Linked DNA regions of Oryctolagus cuniculus: region 1 is linked to region 2. The links are chromatin contacts, called in public Micro-C maps. All regions are on one chromosome and are shown on one strand. Each heading gives the region's core, a stretch centred on a gene start, on an enhancer-like site or on the middle of the called end of the contact. The rest is flanking DNA. Distances are from core to core; before and after follow the strand shown. Region 1 overlaps TBC1D4 (TBC1 domain family member 4). Region 2 holds the start of TBC1D4 (TBC1 domain family member 4).

Evidence for each region. Hi-C and Micro-C count contacts between places; a contact is called where the count stands out from the background.
Region 1: a contact with region 2 is called in a Micro-C map of ear pinna, with 13 times the contacts expected there. The contact joins the enhancer-like site here to the promoter of TBC1D4 in region 2. A contact is called at or near these places in 6 of 6 Hi-C or Micro-C datasets (ear pinna, embryonic fibroblasts, liver and 3 more).

What each region holds. Positions count from the first base shown.
Region 1 is chr9:37,239,643-37,242,342 of mOryCun1.1, forward strand. All of the region lies in intron 1 of TBC1D4 (TBC1 domain family member 4), which reads left to right. Among named protein-coding and RNA genes, the nearest start is that of TBC1D4, 120 kb to the left of the region's middle. Within about 2 kb of position 1,264, at least 1 of the 8 cell types and tissues checked has an H3K27ac peak or open chromatin away from gene starts, as enhancers often do.
Region 2 is chr9:37,119,321-37,122,064 of mOryCun1.1, forward strand. It overlaps TBC1D4 (TBC1 domain family member 4), which reads left to right and starts at 1,344. Exons shown (of 21, transcript XM_070048715.1): 1 at 1,344-1,364. The region is part of intron 1 of LOC103349082 (a long non-coding RNA gene); the gene reads right to left.

The DNA.
Region 1 (2,700 bases), core at 14-2,513, 120 kb after region 2:
CTATTTAGAAAAAAAAAAACCAGTATCTATTTCAGCTGATAATTCACTCCTAAATTATTTACAGTTACAATCATCTTGGTCTTTCTTGAAAGCAGCCCCTGTGTAAAAACAGTAAGGGCTGCTACTTTTGCTTTGACGGGTTTCTGACTTCGAAGTTGTGAAATTTGGACAGACTACAGCTCAGATAGATCCTTTGGGAATGCTGATGAAAAAGAATTCTGGCCACATTATCACACTCCTGCAGGCCAGTTAATAGAAACCACTGAATGGATTTCCTTAATCTCTTTTAACTTTGCTCACGTTGATCTTGATGCTGAATCGTTACTCTGATCTTTTCAATATAGAATAACGCAGTGTTTGGATATTAGAGAATGAAGCTGTAACCTCCTGAAAAACATTTCAGAGCCATACATTCTACTTAAAATTCTAAAATAAGAGCTTCTTTAGGGAATTGTTGGGGGCCTTTAGTGTACTGAGTTACCAAAGTTTATTGGAAGTTTTAACAAATTACAAAAGAGCAGTTAGTTGAAAGTAATGCTGTCATGGCATTGAGTTCTATTGATTGAGTTTGGCAATTTCTGCCTACTGGGTGTGTGCACAAAGAGTGAATAGGACCTGGTATGACTGGGAAAGACTGATCACGACACAGGGCACTCCTCTATATGGCTTTTAGGCAATGCTGATGTATTTCAGTGACTTCAAGGGCAGAGGTTTATTGGTTGTAGAAATTCATATTCAAGTCATTTGTGAGCTGCATAGAAGGAAAATGATCTTTTTCTAGAACCCTGAAGTCTTGAGCTTTTCATTGTTTTCTGCAATCAAAGATGTGTTGCTGTGTCACCTAAATTGCTCAGTACTTCCCCTTGATGTCGTTTTGCTGGATCACACAAACGATGGGGACCAGAAGTGGGCTTCAATATTTAATGAAGAAAGAAGAACACTTTTTGACAGCCAATTAATTATCAGCTCAGAAAATCATCGTGGTTTCTAGGTGACACTCGGCATAATTCCAACCAAAAAGAAGGAATGAGGGGTAGCAAGGCAGTCTTGCTGCAAGATGTTACAGTATTAATTTTTGATTCCACATAGCAGTATCAGGAATGCTTCATTATGACTCATGTTGTTCCATTGAGTTTAATTCTACTGTGAGGGCTGGAGCCAGTGCAGAGTTCTACTGTGAATCGTTTCTATGTAGAGACCAGTGCTTTTCCTTTACCCATAAAAAGTACAAGTGCTGATCAGAGATTGGGCATTGGGTTGCCTGTTAGTGCCCTGCTGGCCTAATTTTGGAGAGGCAAATGTGTAATCCTTGAGTGGCATGCAGTTAGGAGTTTTTCTTCTTGGATGAGGGGAGACACTTGGCACCCTCGGTGCTTGATGATAATGTTTACAAGTAACTGAAGTCTAAATAAAAGTTCAGGAATGTCGTGTTATTTTCATTTGCAATGTGAAAAATCTGTTGTGGTGGTATAAACATCTGAAGTAATGTGGCAGGCCAGGACAGAAATAGGTTTCTGAGAAATGTGTGGCGTTTTTGTTTCCTGATAATATTACAGCTTTATCTCTTGATCTCAGGGAGAACTGGCCCTGTCCGGGTCCCTCTGGGCTTAGCCCTAACTGCTTTGCCTCTTTTCCCAAGGCCCGTTTCATTTCACAACTGAGCCTGGCTCAAAAGTTTCTCTTCTCATGAGTTCAGACATTTCATAAGTAAAAACTACTTAGTAAGTGTCCTGTTTTTAGCATTTTGTTTAGCTGACTTTATACTTTCATTTTGTTTAGCTGACTTTATACTTTCATTATATTGTGATAAAGGAACAAAGCACATTTCTCTTATTACATTTAGTATTTCTTGTTTGAAAATATCACATTAAATGTCATCAAGTTTGACTCAGCTACAATGTAATTTTTCAGTCTAAATTTATTAACTCATTAGTCTTATTGCCAAACTTACCTACTAAGTTAAAATTCCAGTTAATTTACTATCTAATTGTCAATTTTTTTAAACTTAAAATGGGAGTGATAGTAATAATGTTCTATGAACCTTGACATTTTTTCAGTGTTTTAAGAAATTTTTGAATTTTTGTTTTTGCTCAATGTGGGGAATCTCCCTCTAGTGTTTACTGGAGTAACTACAAGAATACGGAACTGCACTAAGTGAACATCAAATAATAAGACTTCTTTGAGGAACAGAAAGCATTCTGTGGAATAAAGAGTAGTATGATCTCACATTGAAAGTGATTTATGTTTGGTAGAGGAATGCGCTGCATTGGAAACTACGAGTCTTGTAGTTCTAGCAAAATTCAATAAATCACATTGGGGTGGGGCGGTAGAGGGGAGAGCGTTCTTAGGTGTCCCTGTCCTGTTCTGTTTTTGCAATTAGAAAGTGGAAGATTAACTTCTTGATTATTTGTTTACAAGAAGTTTTGCCTTCTTGCTTTGATGACTTCTTTGCTTATTTCACCTTTTTGTTAATGAGCGTATACATATCCATATACAAGAAAAGAAATATAGAATTATTTTTCACAAGTGACATATTTTATAATAAAGGTGTGCCATCCTTATTTTGTAAACAAAATAGTTTTTTTTTCAATTTTTGGCCTAACTACATGCACACTTTCCCTAAAATTTATTCCATACTTAAATATTGCTTGTGTAGGATAGCTCCCCCTCTCATCTTAGATAGAGGCAGTAGTTTGCTGA
Region 2 (2,744 bases), core at 94-2,593:
TATACATTTGGTTGCTAGGATATGACTATGTCTTAACAGCTTTCAATTAGTGTTGTCACCATCAATTTAGATGGGACATAACAGGAACACTTGAATAAGACTATTCAAGAGATGTTTCCATCAGGGTGTTGCAAATGCTTTTCATGGACATATGCTTTGGAGCTTTGCTAATGACAAATGTAGAAGAGCTGAGAGTCAGAGACTGATTTATTGCCTGATCCCTTAGTAAGCACTGTAGACCTGCATACTGGATAGAATACTTGCTAAATATATACTTTTAAAGATTTTATTTATTTACTTCACAGGTAGAGTTACAGAGAGAGGAAGAGAAAGAGAGAAAGTTCTTCCATATGCTGGTTCATTCCCCAGATGGCTACAACTGCTGGAGCTGCGCCGATCCGAAGCCAGGAGCCAGGAGCCAGGAGCCTTCTCTGGGTCTCCTACTCGGGTGCAGGGGCCCAAGGACTTGGGCCATCTTCTACTGCTTTCCCAGGCCATAGCAGACAGCTGGATCAGAAAAGGAGAAGCTGGTACTTGAACCGGCGCCCGTGGGATTCTGGCACCACAGGTGGAGGCTTAGTCCGCTACACCACAGAGCCGGCCCTGCCAAATATTTTTAAAGTTGTGTCCTGTTATCCTTTTTCTAAATTTAAATGATCAGATACATAGCTAAGTACTTTTCATGTGCAACTTTCTGCAGGTGACAGGGCGGCAGTAAGAAGCTACTAGCTTACCATCTAGTTCAGCTGTGTACTGGCCACAAGTATCAACACTGAAATTTCTTATACAAAATATATTATATACTAGAGTTTAACAATTATGTTTATCAGGCTAAGATAGATGAATAGCAAGCTGGCAAGAACTCCAAGTCAGTAGCTTAACAGAAGGAAAAGTTTATTTCTCACTCACGAGGAGTTGGCTGTGAGCGAGGTCGATTCCCCAGGACAGCTGTCTGAGGTGCACTGGCTCAGCATTCCCTTGGCTTTGACCACAAGGCACCTCCACGTGGACATGCTGTTTCCCCCACCACCACTGGAGGGAAGGAGCAGGCTAGAGAGCAAGAGCCGGCCACCTACTGGCAACTGGACACTTGTACTCAGAAATGTGACTCCACTCACTTCTGCTCCCGTTTCATGGTCAAAACAAGTCATGTGACCGTGGGTAACTTCAAAGGGGCTGGGAAGAGCTGTCTTTCCACTACAGAGAGGCTCAGACATTGGCAAACAGTAATCCTGCTCATCAACTGTGCAGTAAGGCAAACGCCACAGAAACACTACAAAGAGGGGCTAAGGGCATAGCAGGGCAGAAAGCAACCACACTTAGCGCGTCACAGAATAAAAGACAATTCTCCTGTGTTTCTATTGGTAAGTGACACTTGCTCACTGCTGCTTCCAGTTTATTGGACTACCAGGAACTGGCTTGCTAGGGCCCCAAACGCAATCCTAGCTCTCAAGCTAGGAGATCTGGGGGAGTTTTTTCCATCTCTTCTTTTTATATGGCACCTGGGGGGAAACGGTGTCTGTGTTAGAGTTTCTGGTAAGGTTCTAGAAGGAAGGCCTCAGTTTACCTTCCAATCACTTCTCACTGCTTCTTAAAAACATGCGCATGTTTTGCATAAAGGTCTTGAGAGTGGTTAAACCAAGAGACTTAATCAGTTAATAATGTCTACATCCTAGAGCTGAGATGCTAATTAGCAACAGAGCTTTTGGAGTTGCTCCCAGAATCCCTGCATAGGACTAATGGCAGCTGATCATATTGATCTTACATGAATAGGAGGAAAACTGGCCTCAGCATTTGCACAAAATGAGAACACCACTGAACTAAGCAGCAGTGAGAACCCTGGGGTTTTTATTCAGCCTCTAGACTGGGAGAGTCAAAAACCTGTTTTCCTGTTTACTTTGTAGTTGTTTCTTCCTCAATTATTTAGTGAGTACAAAAGAGAGTCTAATGTACACAAATGTTATACTTCTGTACTTTTCTGGTTCATAATTAGAATACTCAGATTATCAAAATATTTTTTGAGTTCTTTGGAAGTATACATGTTCACATGTAAAAAGGCTTTGAACTAAGGGCATAGAACAAATATAATTTCTCCATATTTTCAGAAGTTGGCTGCATTAAGAACCAGGAAGATTCGTGTTGTCAATGCTATATTTTAAGTGAAAACAGGAATTTAGAATATTTCATAATACTGTGACTTAATACACGAGTATTTTTCGAGGTTATTAGAAGAGAGGATTCAGAAACGAATATTCAAGCTTTGGAAGGCATCGAAGCCAAGCAAATACCGTTAAAAAAAAAAAAATCCAGAGCGAGCGGCCCTCTCTCCAGGGGGCGGTAGAGACTCCCAGAAGGGCGCTGAGAGAGGCCACGCCGGTCCTGGCTGTGCCCGCGCCGGGCTCGGGGCTGCTCCCGCGCGGGAGCCGGAGGAAGAGGCTGCAAAAGCAGCTGGGCTTTTGCAGGCGGAGACGGAGGCGGGGTAGCAGCCCGATTCAAGCGGCAGCCTGCGAGGAAGGAAGCAGGGCGCGAGGGAGGGACGGGAGCCGTGGGAGGAGGAGCAGCAGCGAGCTGGGCTGCCGCGGCGGCGGGAGGCGGGAGGCGGAGCGGCCGCCGCGGGGCCACGTTTTGTTTTCGTTGTTTTCCAGCGGAATAGTTTTCGCAGGCCCTTCCCGACGACTGACGGCGCCGCAGCCCGGCGGCTCCGACCTTCCAGGTGACAGCCGGTCACCCTGGTAGGAGTCAGC